2 separate regions of the Nothobranchius furzeri genome follow, and region 1 is linked to region 2. A link is a contact called in public Micro-C data. All regions are on one chromosome and are shown on one strand. Each heading gives the region's core, a stretch centred on a gene start, on an enhancer-like site or on the middle of the called end of the contact. The rest is flanking DNA. Distances are from core to core; before and after follow the strand shown.

Region 1 (5,266 bases), core at 1,678-4,177, 140 kb after region 2:
AGTTTTCCTGGCCGGTGATCTGAATTCAAAGGCAGCTACGACTCTGAGATTCCTGTAACCACGACGTCTGGTGAACTCACCACTCTGGCTGCCTTTCCTCAGACCGCTCGAGAGATACCGTCACACAAGGGGTAACGTAGACTCTGCACAATAGTGTTAGATGGTTTTCTGAATAATCTCTAGCTTATTAAACCATACAGTGAAACTGATTTAACAACCCAGACATCACAAGATCACAGCCATCATTTCATTCACACTTTGTCATGTGTAGTCATTAGTTTAGAAAGATAGAATTAAATACATTTTTATAAACTATATCCTTGACTCTGTCTGAATTAACATCAAGTGTGTGTTCCCTGAATAGTCAAAGAATCTAAGGTAATACAAATATTGAAAGACCAATCAGATTGATAATTCATATTATATGGAATATCACATCTTGATCATTTAATTTAATAAATGTAGCTAAAATCCTCTGCTACACAGAGATCAAGCATTTTCTGAAAGTGTTCACACAGTTTAAACACACTGCTGCCGGTATTTTGGCCCATTCTGTATTTTGGCCCATTCCTTCTGGTAGATCTCCTCTGGAACAGTGATGTTTTGGAACTGTTGGTGGGCAACACAGTCTTTTAACGCCTCCAAAGATTTTCTGTAGGGTTGAGATCTGGAGACTGGCTAGGCCACTCCAGGAACCTGACATGCTTCTTACGTACCCACTCATTTGTTACCCGGGTGGTGTGTTTGGGTTCATTGTCATAATGAAAGACCCAGGTCCGTCTTCAATGCACTTACTCATGGAAGGAGGTTTTCACTCAGTCTGACGATACATGACCCCAGTCATTGTTTCCTTTACACTGATCAGTCATCCTGGTCCCTGTGCAGAAAAACAGCCCCAAAGCATGATGCTTCCAACCCCATGCTTTACAGTAGGATTGTGTTCTTTGACTGCAACTGTGCATTCTTTCTCCACAAAACATAACAAGCAGAGTTTCTAGCAAAAAGTTCTATTCTGGATTCATTTGACCATCTGGCATTCTCCCAATATTCTTCTGGATCATCCAGATGCTCTCTAGCAAACTTCAGACGGGCCTGCACATGTCCTGGCTTAAGCAAGGGGACATGCCTGGCACTAGATTTGAGTCCCTGGCAGCGGAGTGTGTTACTGATGGTATTTGTAACTTCCCAGCTCTCTGCAGGTCAGTCACTAGCTCCCCCGTGTAGCTCTGGGATTCTTGTTCACCGTTCTGGTGATCATTTTGACACAAGGTGAGATCTTGTGTGAAGCTTCTGATCAAGGGAGATTATCAAAATCTTCTACTTCCTAATAATTGTTCCCACAGTTGGTTTCTTCACACGAATCTGCTTATTAATTGCAGATTCAGTCTTCCCAGCCTGGTGCAGGTCTAAAATGTTGTTTCTTGCTATTATTAAAAGCAATCAGTGGAGGACCGAAGAGTGTCTTACAGAAGAAGTTACAGGTCTGTGAGAGCCAGAAACGCCGTTTGTTATAGGAGACCAAATACTCGTTTTCCACCATAAAATCAGACAATGTGATTTTCTGGATTTTTTTCCTGTTTCTCTTTCACAATTGAAGTTTAACTATGAGGGAAATTACAGGCCTCGATTTTTTTAAGCGGGAGAACACTTTAATAATAACTTAATTCCATTAAATTATGTCTCCAGGTTAATAAAATGTTTTTTTTCCAAAAAGCGTGCACACACACACACACACACACACACACACACACACACACACACACACACACACACACACACACACACACACAGGTAAAAACAGTATTGCTCACCTTTCATGTTTTGGTGGAGGACAGTAATGGACAACGGGACGGTAAAAATAGAAATGCAGAACTTGTCTTAGTTGAATGTGCAACTGTACTAATCAGGAATGAAACAAGACAGGGAAAAAATAACAAAGACAGAGGGAGAAAGAAAAGTGTGAACTGTAAACCAACAATAGGGATGAAATAAACATGTTTTCTAACATTATTAGGCAATGTAAATATGAAACATTCCAGGCCCAAGGGCAAGAACCTTTGCAGGAATCAAACTTCCCCTTTGGAATCTTTGTTTATTCAGATGTCTACATAAAGGACTCTTGGTGGTTACGTTTCTGAGTACTTTGATGACCTATCCTCCCTTTGCCCTACCCAACAAGAATCCATCTCCATCTGAAGCATCTTTAGTCATTGGTCTTGTACCAGGACGTAAAGTTGATGAATTGCAGTTTCTCCAGTAGCCGTGAAACAAACCACCCATCTGTTGTCTCTTAGCACTTGATTATTTTTTAAATTTTTTTTAAAGTGACACCCGTGCTTCATTTGTTCCAGTTGAGATCAGTCGCACTTCATGCACAGCTCTCTCATACTGCAGTAGAGAGGAAACCGCTTGCATTTGAGCAGCAAATATTTCAATCAGCACCATGAAGTTCTTTTGAATGGATGAGTGTATAGGTATGTTATGTAAATAAGACGGTCTGATGTAGAGAATGGTGTACTCTGTTATATGAAGGAGTTGAGTAAGGCTTAAAATGCAATCATTTCAGAGATTTCAGAGAAACTGAACACATTTAACAGCACCTTTTGACCTCTGTTGCTCCTCTTGTCATCCGCTTTGTTGACAATATCAAGATGGGTTCCTGGGCATGTTTGCTTCAGTCGTGCTCCAAACGAACATATTGTTTCAATAAAGTAAAGCGCATGCAACCCCAAATAAAGTTGGCAGGCTTTCAACTATGCTGTGGAGATGGAGCTAATGGTGGTTTGGCTCTGCTCAGGCAGACATTTTTGTTCAACCAGTGAATCAAACAAGTTCAAATTGGACAAATTAGAAAGAGTGTGATCAGCTTAAGTTCATGGCTTGTCTTTGACATGTGGCTCCGGTCTGAAACCAACATGAAGGTTTGTTTTAATAATGGCTGTCTGCTGCCCTCTGTCCAAAAATGCTGGTAACTGCAACAAGTCAATAAAAGAAAAAAAAAAAAAGAAGCAGCAGCAAATTGTGTCTAAAGTCATGTGAAAGAAAACAAACTAAAGATGAAATGTCCATAAAATAATTCCCTGAATCCTCTGTCAGTCGTGACAGTCCTCTTCTCTTTGTGAGGCCTGTCTCCAGGAAAGCAGCTGCAGACGCAGCACTTCTGCATCCCAACGTGTGTTTCATTTTCTGTGTCAAACACACATGTGGCTCAAACATGTGGCCCGGTCGGCCCTCCAACAAAAACACACTGGGATCCGACGTGGGCTCTAATGTGCGCCTCGCTGGAGCATGCCACACTGACACCAAACTCAGTCAGACAGGGCCACGTGTTAGAAAATTTACCACACATTCTTCAGTAGCTCTGTCACAGCCCTCCACAGATGATTGTGCTCTGAGTCAGGGCTGGCCGACTAAAGTAACAGTCTGATTAGACGGAAAGGACAAATAAACAACAGTAGGGTTTTAATTACTTGACTTTTACTCCCTTTTGGAATGTGTTGAACTGTCAAGAACAGTGTTGGGCAAGTTACTTCAAAACTGTAATGCATTATTTATTACTTGTTACCCTCATTTTAAAGTAATTCATTACATTACAATATTACTGATTTTAAAATGTAAGGCATTACACTACTTTTGCATTACTCTAAGTTACATTCACCAAAACAACTTCAATATGAATCTGGTAATGTGACGCTCAGTGAGCTCATGACATATATGTGGAAGGTGATGTGGTGTCTGAGCTAGGATTGCTGTTAAAAACAGTCAGATATAATAACAGTGCTTTAAAATGATTGTTTATTAAATAAAAGCAAAAACAATCTGTACTCTCAGCATGCTGCCATCTTATATTAACTGAGCAAGGAGTGAGGTGGTGGGGGATCCAAGCCTAAATTTGCCTTGGCCCCCAAATGCCTTGATACGGCCCTGGATGTGGGACTGACTTCTGGGGTGATCTGATTCTATCACATGTATAAATATTAAATGCTTATATATTATTGCTTTTCACTGGTAAAAATGTGTATTGGGGATAAATCTACCTACTTTTTTCTTTTCAAGCACTTTTTTTTGTTTTCTTGATTTTATGTGAATAACTTCCTGCCCTTTCTCTCTCTAACCTTCCTGCATGCTGCATGTTTTCTCCGTCTTCCAGAAAAACTGGTTCCTAGATTTCCTACTTTCTAACTAATCAGCCAAAGGGATCTATCGAACTCAAAAAAACAAAAAGCTTAATATGCGCTGCACTCCAGCAGCAGTGAGTTGAAATCACCGGGGCACAGATTATAAACTCAGCTGAAAAGTACATGAAGTACCAGAGAATATGGGCTGATATAAACGATTGCAAATGAATGACTTTGTTTTGGTGGAGCGATTTTGTGAATATAACAGAGGCCGTGTGCAGGCCGCAGCTGGAGTATTTGAGCCGTTACCGCTGCGTCCTCTCTGCTCATGGAATGCCCGCAAAGCTGAGTCCATAAATGACGTCATATATGTGGATACTGGATCTTTTTTCAGGCTTCCCGCAATTTGAATTTTTTGGAAACCCACATCTTGATTCTGGGTTTAAAAATGCATTGTAATTACTGCGTTACTGACAATTGTACCGAGTAAATATTACTATTTTCTTTCCCTGTAATGCCTTACATTACCACATTACAGCAAAAAGCAATGCATTACAGTAATTATTTACTTATACCGCGTTACTCCCAACACTGGTCAAGAGTCATCTATAGCTAGAACAAACTACCAGCCTTAACCAACCGTAAGGTATACGTGTAGACGGTGTTGTTCATGTGACTTTAAACAGCAGTTTCTCTATATTAGGCAAGGCAGCTTTATTACAAATGTCATTCACAGAAGCAATTCAATGTGCTTCTACCACATACATGTCCATACCCTTACAGTTGGTTTACTTCAACTTAACTCAACATCCTTACCGAAGGACAACAGTTAAAAAACAGTGCTACATAATAAATAAAGTAACAAAAATCAGCAGACCTTGCATTGACTTTATTGGCAACCAAACCTCTAAAAGACTTCATAAAACTACTGGTTACATCACAAAAACTTTCATTACACAACATAAAAATGCATTTGCAGATACAGATACTGTCATGGATTTTATCAAAATGTTTATCAATAACCCATTTCCTAGAGTGAAGAGAGAAGGAGACAGTGAGCAGACAAGTCAAACAGTTATAACTGTGGCAAGATGCCGAAGCAAATGCCCCGAACATCTGTTCACAGGATTTATTTATAGAGACGAAGA
Region 2 (5,756 bases), core at 1,123-3,622:
GTGCGCTTTTGTCAGACCATCCCAAAACGATGCCAGATTATCTCTGGGGATCCACTTGTGTACTGAAATGATGTGAGCAGCCTGTGGACATTTGTGATTACGTTGCCTGGAGTAAATGAAGCTCCTCACTCTGAACTGTAATGACTTATTTATTTAGTTGAAGCTGAGAGACGATCATGGAGATGGAGATTTGGTTTGTTCCAGCCCCGTATTCCTCTACTCCTTAGGGAGAGAGAAAATCACAGTGTGGCACCAGGGAAGGCAGGGCAGAACATCACATCTTTACATGCATGCTTTCAGGCACTTACAAGGAATGGCGCATAAGCACAAGACTGATGTTCAAAAGGACGGATGTCATTTCATCTAAAAGTTATATTGGTTTGTATTTGAATGATTTAGGGGAGGTGTTGTGCAGAAACATGTGATGACTGCAGCTATAAGTCAACCTCATCCAGCTGCAACTAAAGAGCTGCACGATTTGCACAAATCTTCCCATCATTTCAAGTGGAAACGTTAAATTAAATTAAATGAGTCGCGCTATCCAGGCTCGGTTTTATAAAGGAGTCCTGCATACGATCAACCTGCTGGGGCTTCTTTAATGTGTCGCTCTCATCAGGTTCTGGTTCAGCCCTGATATGGAATCTATTCCCTTTTGGTATTTTTGCCCCGCAGGGTTAAAGTCGACATGAGATTTGGGGAGAACCAAAGCACACGCGATGGCGAGACAAAATGCATGTTGCCATTACTATGCTTTGGTATGCCCTCAGTCAAAACGGAAGAACGCATTTGAGTCAGTGTTTGTGATTTATGCAACTGCCGTGTGTATCTATGTAATTACTTTTAACAACACCACAAATTGCCTTGGATTTCTGACAGCGTCTGCACGGGTCTTCCAGACCACCTAACTTAGCCCAAAATGTGGGCACACCCAGCCTCTGGTCCAAGCTGAGCACGGGAATCTAAGGTGCTCAGTTTACATTTCAAATCTGTCCCAATTTCAGTGGAAGCCATCAGTGTACGAACAGCATGAGAAAAACGATGGTTCCTGTGGAAATAAAGAAAAAAAACATCAAAAGTGTGGGAGAGCAAAAGCACGAGGAAGGTAACACCATTTAGAAAGCCTAAATCATCCTCTGAACTATAAATCCACTGACCACTCATCATTCAACAGTGTTTTAAAAAGCCCTTAAAGAAAAACACAGTGTGAAATGAATATGCTGTCACCTCTCATTTGAGTCTGGCTCACTGGCTCAATAAGAAAAGTGTTGTTCCCTGGAAGAGCCCGAGCCGAGCTGAGCTCTCAGGTTTAAGGTTTACCCCTGTCCTGCATTCTCAAGGCTTTCACTTGAGGCCAGAGTCCCCTCCTTTCTCCCCCCACGTTCCCCCCAGACATGTCTGACAGGCTGAACTCGATGTGGGTTGCACACCAGACTACAAAAATCATTCATCTGTGCCTTCAGACGGTCAAATCTGGATCTAATAAAGAGGGCCTGCTCATTTACCCTACTCACGGGGAGTGCACTGCCCACTTCAACCGCTAGAGGGAGCTCTGGCTCCAGTAAGATGTATGTAACTCAGGACTTGGCACTATCTACAAGAAAAAAAAAGTTGAAATAAATCTGCCCAAGTGGTGTTTTGCAGTGCTTTTAATTAGAAAAATCAATTATTAAAAATAGTTACAAATTTAAAATGAGGGTAGATGCTTAGGGGTGTGTTTGAAGTTTAAAAAGTCAATTTCAAGGTCAAAGATGCATTTATTTCTCTTATGTTCCTAAAATAGTGAAATTTTTTTTAATAAAAATAAGGCATGTTGGTCATTTCACCTTCCAGTAAACAAAGCAATGGTTTGTTTTACAGAAGAAAATGTGAAGACCCCGAAACACAAGAAAAATCTCAGCAGGTCAGGGAAGTATTTAAGCATGAAAGAAGAAAAATTGGTGAAAATGAGTAGTTTTTTTAGGTGTGTGTGTGTGTGTGTGTGTGTGTGTGTGTGTGTGTGTGTGTGTGTGTGTGTGTGTGTGTGTGTGTGTGTGAGGGCACTACCCAGAAAACCGCAGCATTCCTCTCCGGCCCTTAAAGAGACAGGGCGACGCTGTCATCATGGTTATCTGGGGAGTAAAGTGTTAACACATGGCGTGGGCTGCTGGAGACAGCTGGTGAGGTGTACAGAAGCCCTCAGGTGTCGATGCCACCCCTCTCACCCCGATGCTATTCATACCACATCAAACCATCTGTCTAACAGGAGATGATATAGAAATGTATGGTTTAATTCAGAAAACCTGGAATGAAACAGCAAGGACATCATAGCTAAATCAAATAACATTTATTTTTTTGTATAAATAAACTTGTATTTTTCTACCTTTGTCCTGCATTACAGGCAGTAACCCATAGAGGGCAGAGTTTCACTGTAAAGCGCATTAAAACAGCCAAGTGGCTTCCAAAATACATTTTTGACTTTTTAGTTGCATACATTCCTAAATATGTCCAAATTAATTTACACACACACACACACACACACACACACACACACACACACACACACACACACACATGCACGCACATACACACGTGCGCGCACACACACACACACACACACACACGCACGCACATACACACACACACACACACACACACACACACACACACACACACACACACACACACACACACACACACATACACACACATACACACACACACTAATGATTATACATTTTGACCATTTGAGTTTCTAGAGGTCCTGAAGTCAGAAGTGATGGTTTCTGCTTTAGTTTCTGGGAAATTGCCACTTAGAGCCAAAGCGTCTTCTGAACTTGGGCTTCAAAGTGTCTGACAGATTAAATGCACAGATTGTTTGTCATCTTTTAGGATTTTTTTTTCTCTGCAGGAAAGAGTGCAAACGAGGATCAGAAACAGAACGAGATCACACGAGAACTGTGGTGGAGCGAGCATGGTGGTGATGCTGGCAGAGAGCTGGGTAGAGAGACAGAAAAAGTGTTCTGCTCTGGAGTGTTTGGACAAGGCTTCTGAGAGGATGCAGAGAAGGAAATGAACTGAGATTGGGGAGGAACCCGCCTGTTTCCTCACTGAAAATCCATCTCACAGTGTGGACTTAGTATCTTTAAAACCTACAACGGATCTCTAAAAATAGCCCACTCTGCACAGACAGAGCTGTAAGAGAGGGCTGAGTGAGGTGTGTGTGTGTGTGTATGTGTGTTTGGGAATGGGACTCAACTTGAAACTGTGTGTGAGAAGATGGAGAGAAACACCAGAAACCCCAACCAGCCTGAAAGCTGCAAGAAGAAATGGGTCAGAGTCTGTGTGTGTGTGTGTGTGGGGGGGGGGGGGGGGGGGGGGGGTACAGAATAGTGGAAGTGATGGAATGCTATTCCAAGTGAACACACCTGAGTTCACCTACTAGATTAATGCTGCAATTGCAAATTTGGAAAATAGATTAGCTTAACTTTTTTCAAGCCTCCTAACAATGTTCTAAGCTATAAATACATTGTATTGTGTAAATATCAAATATTAATAAAGTGGTTCTCTGACATATGTCTAAAAACCTCTGCCAATAACACGTTTCGGCCCAAACACAACTACTGAAACACCCGGTTGTCTGTGTGGCCGAACCTCCGCCTTCCCTGCGTTCTCCATTCATTACGTACTTGATTCACGGCTCAGTAATATTAGAGAAGGAGAAACAGCTGGCTGCTACCACTTCAACTTCAGGACAAACTACCAGAACCCCTAAAGAAAAACAATTTGAAGTAACTGACAACAAAAACGCTTGGACCAAAGACATTTGGACGGGTGTTTAGAGCTCTCTCGTTTCCTCTGGCAATGTGGATTTCCAGTTCTGGCAGAAGAATTTTGGAAGATACCCAGCGGGAGGGGTGGGTGTTGGCATGACCTTGTTTGTGGTCATAACCTAGCCTGTTCTGTAGATTCACTATGGAAGCTTTAAACACAATCATATATATATATATATATATATATATATATATATATATATATATATATATATATATATATATAAAGTGCCCAAGTATTTATGGATCCTGAGGACACAGAAACTATTTCAAAACAACAAATTTAGCTGAAAAACAAAAAAAAAAATGCCTTTATTCTCTTGGGATGAATCAAGCCAGTGCTTTAGAGATGTGACAAACTCATCAAAGTTAAATAACTTCTTGTGAGTCTGGACTTGACTAAGATCTTGGGAGTCTTAGCCAATGGGGCACGATGGACAGGAAACCTTTCAGACATTGTTCAAAACAAATACACAAAGTGCTGGTGGGTTTTGGTGTTATTTCTGTGTTTTAAGTTGTGGTCCTCTTAAGATCATTTCATCTTCAATTGACACCATGTAAAAGTCTTATTTCCTGCTGAGTGTTCATCTAAATTCATCACACCTGCTTTTGGTTTGTCTCCTGTTCTCCTAGGGTTTCTCAATGCCAAGGAACCTCACCTTGATGTCATGGACCCGCTCCGGTTGCCTAGGAGATACATCATCAGGAGCCGCCAAGACGCGTTCCAATGTTCATGTTCTACCGAGGCGTGTGTTCTCCGTTTGTTAGCCGTTTAGCTAGCTGAGCAAGGATACACGGGAGGTGTCTGGTAGCCTAGCCTTGGTCAAAAATTACACAGAATACACCGTATTATTTTCAAAAGGATGGCAGATCAGAAGCCGGTAGCTACTTCAGGGACAATTTTCAAGTTTAAAAGTAAGTCAAATAATTAAAAATGATTTTTTTTAGATCCAAAGAAGTCATCTATGTTTGTTTAGTTGCTCCGTAGTTGCCGCCTCGGTGGCTAGCAGGTAGTAGCTCACTTATATATTACACTGAACAAATAAAGTAAATTTAAAATAAAGTTTAAGGCTCGTTATATATTTACATATAAACTAATACATATAAAATATAACTTTATCTCCTGTGTCACATGACGTTATGTGACCGTCGTGAAAGCCGTGGTCACGTGATGCAAGTCTGTTCCATTTAACTGTTTTCTGTGACCAAGGAAGGACAGTGTCCTCGTAAGCAAGGCACCTGGCCTCGCAGGACATCGCCTCACAAGGCCAGGTGCCTTGACACTGAGAAACACCTGGTTTCTTTTGGTCTTGTTACTTCCTGGATTGTGTTGTTTCTATCCTTTGTGACTGTTGTTCTCTCTGCTTTGTTCCAAGTTCATAAAATGATCTTTGTTTACTCAGTTTTTAGACTTCCAACACCAAAAGCTCCCATTGCTTCTTTTCCATAAGCTGCACCAACGGAAACACAGTTGACCTCCTAATCAAGGCAGATAGACTCATTCTTAGGCGATGGTGGACAAATCAGTCAAGTGAGTGGATGAAGCAGAGCTGCACAGATATAAGGCTCTTGGCCAAAAAGCACTGAGGATTTCCCAACCACATCTGTCGGTACATGATGTTTTGTTCAGTAATTCCTTAGTTTCCATCACATTAACATTAGTTTTAGCTCCAAAAAATGTACTTGTTAATGTTTAGGACAACTTTTACACAAAAAGTGTTCAGACTCATCACCCGTTCAGATATGATGAAGCCCCTTTCTATTCCTAGATGCAGTTGGTTTTTGCAAGGACTTCACAATTCTAAACATGCTCAAAACTTCAATAGAATGGTGATGGTGGGTGTGAAGTGGTGGCAGCCTGTCAGGGTTTTGGTGAAGTGTTGGGTGGAAATGTTTAGTGGGTACAGAAAGTATTCAGACCCCCGTCAGTTTTTCAGTCTTTGTTGT

Evidence for each region. Hi-C and Micro-C count contacts between places; a contact is called where the count stands out from the background.
Region 1: a contact with region 2 is called in a Micro-C map of tail fin, with 12 times the contacts expected there. The contact joins two enhancer-like sites. A contact is called at or near these places in 2 of 2 Hi-C or Micro-C datasets (skeletal muscle and tail fin).

Annotation. Positions count from the first base shown.
Region 1 is chr13:25,602,639-25,607,904 of NfurGRZ-RIMD1, forward strand. No RefSeq gene overlaps it. Among protein-coding and RNA genes, the nearest start is that of LOC129153777, 17 kb to the right of the region's middle. Within about 2 kb of position 2,928, at least 1 of the 3 cell types and tissues checked has an H3K27ac peak or open chromatin away from gene starts, as enhancers often do. A contact at or near this core is called in tail fin, where this site is marked.
Region 2 is chr13:25,460,044-25,465,799 of NfurGRZ-RIMD1, forward strand. No RefSeq gene overlaps it. Among protein-coding and RNA genes, the nearest start is that of fli1, 12 kb to the left of the region's middle. Within about 2 kb of position 2,373, at least 1 of the 3 cell types and tissues checked has an H3K27ac peak or open chromatin away from gene starts, as enhancers often do. A contact at or near this core is called in tail fin, where this site is marked.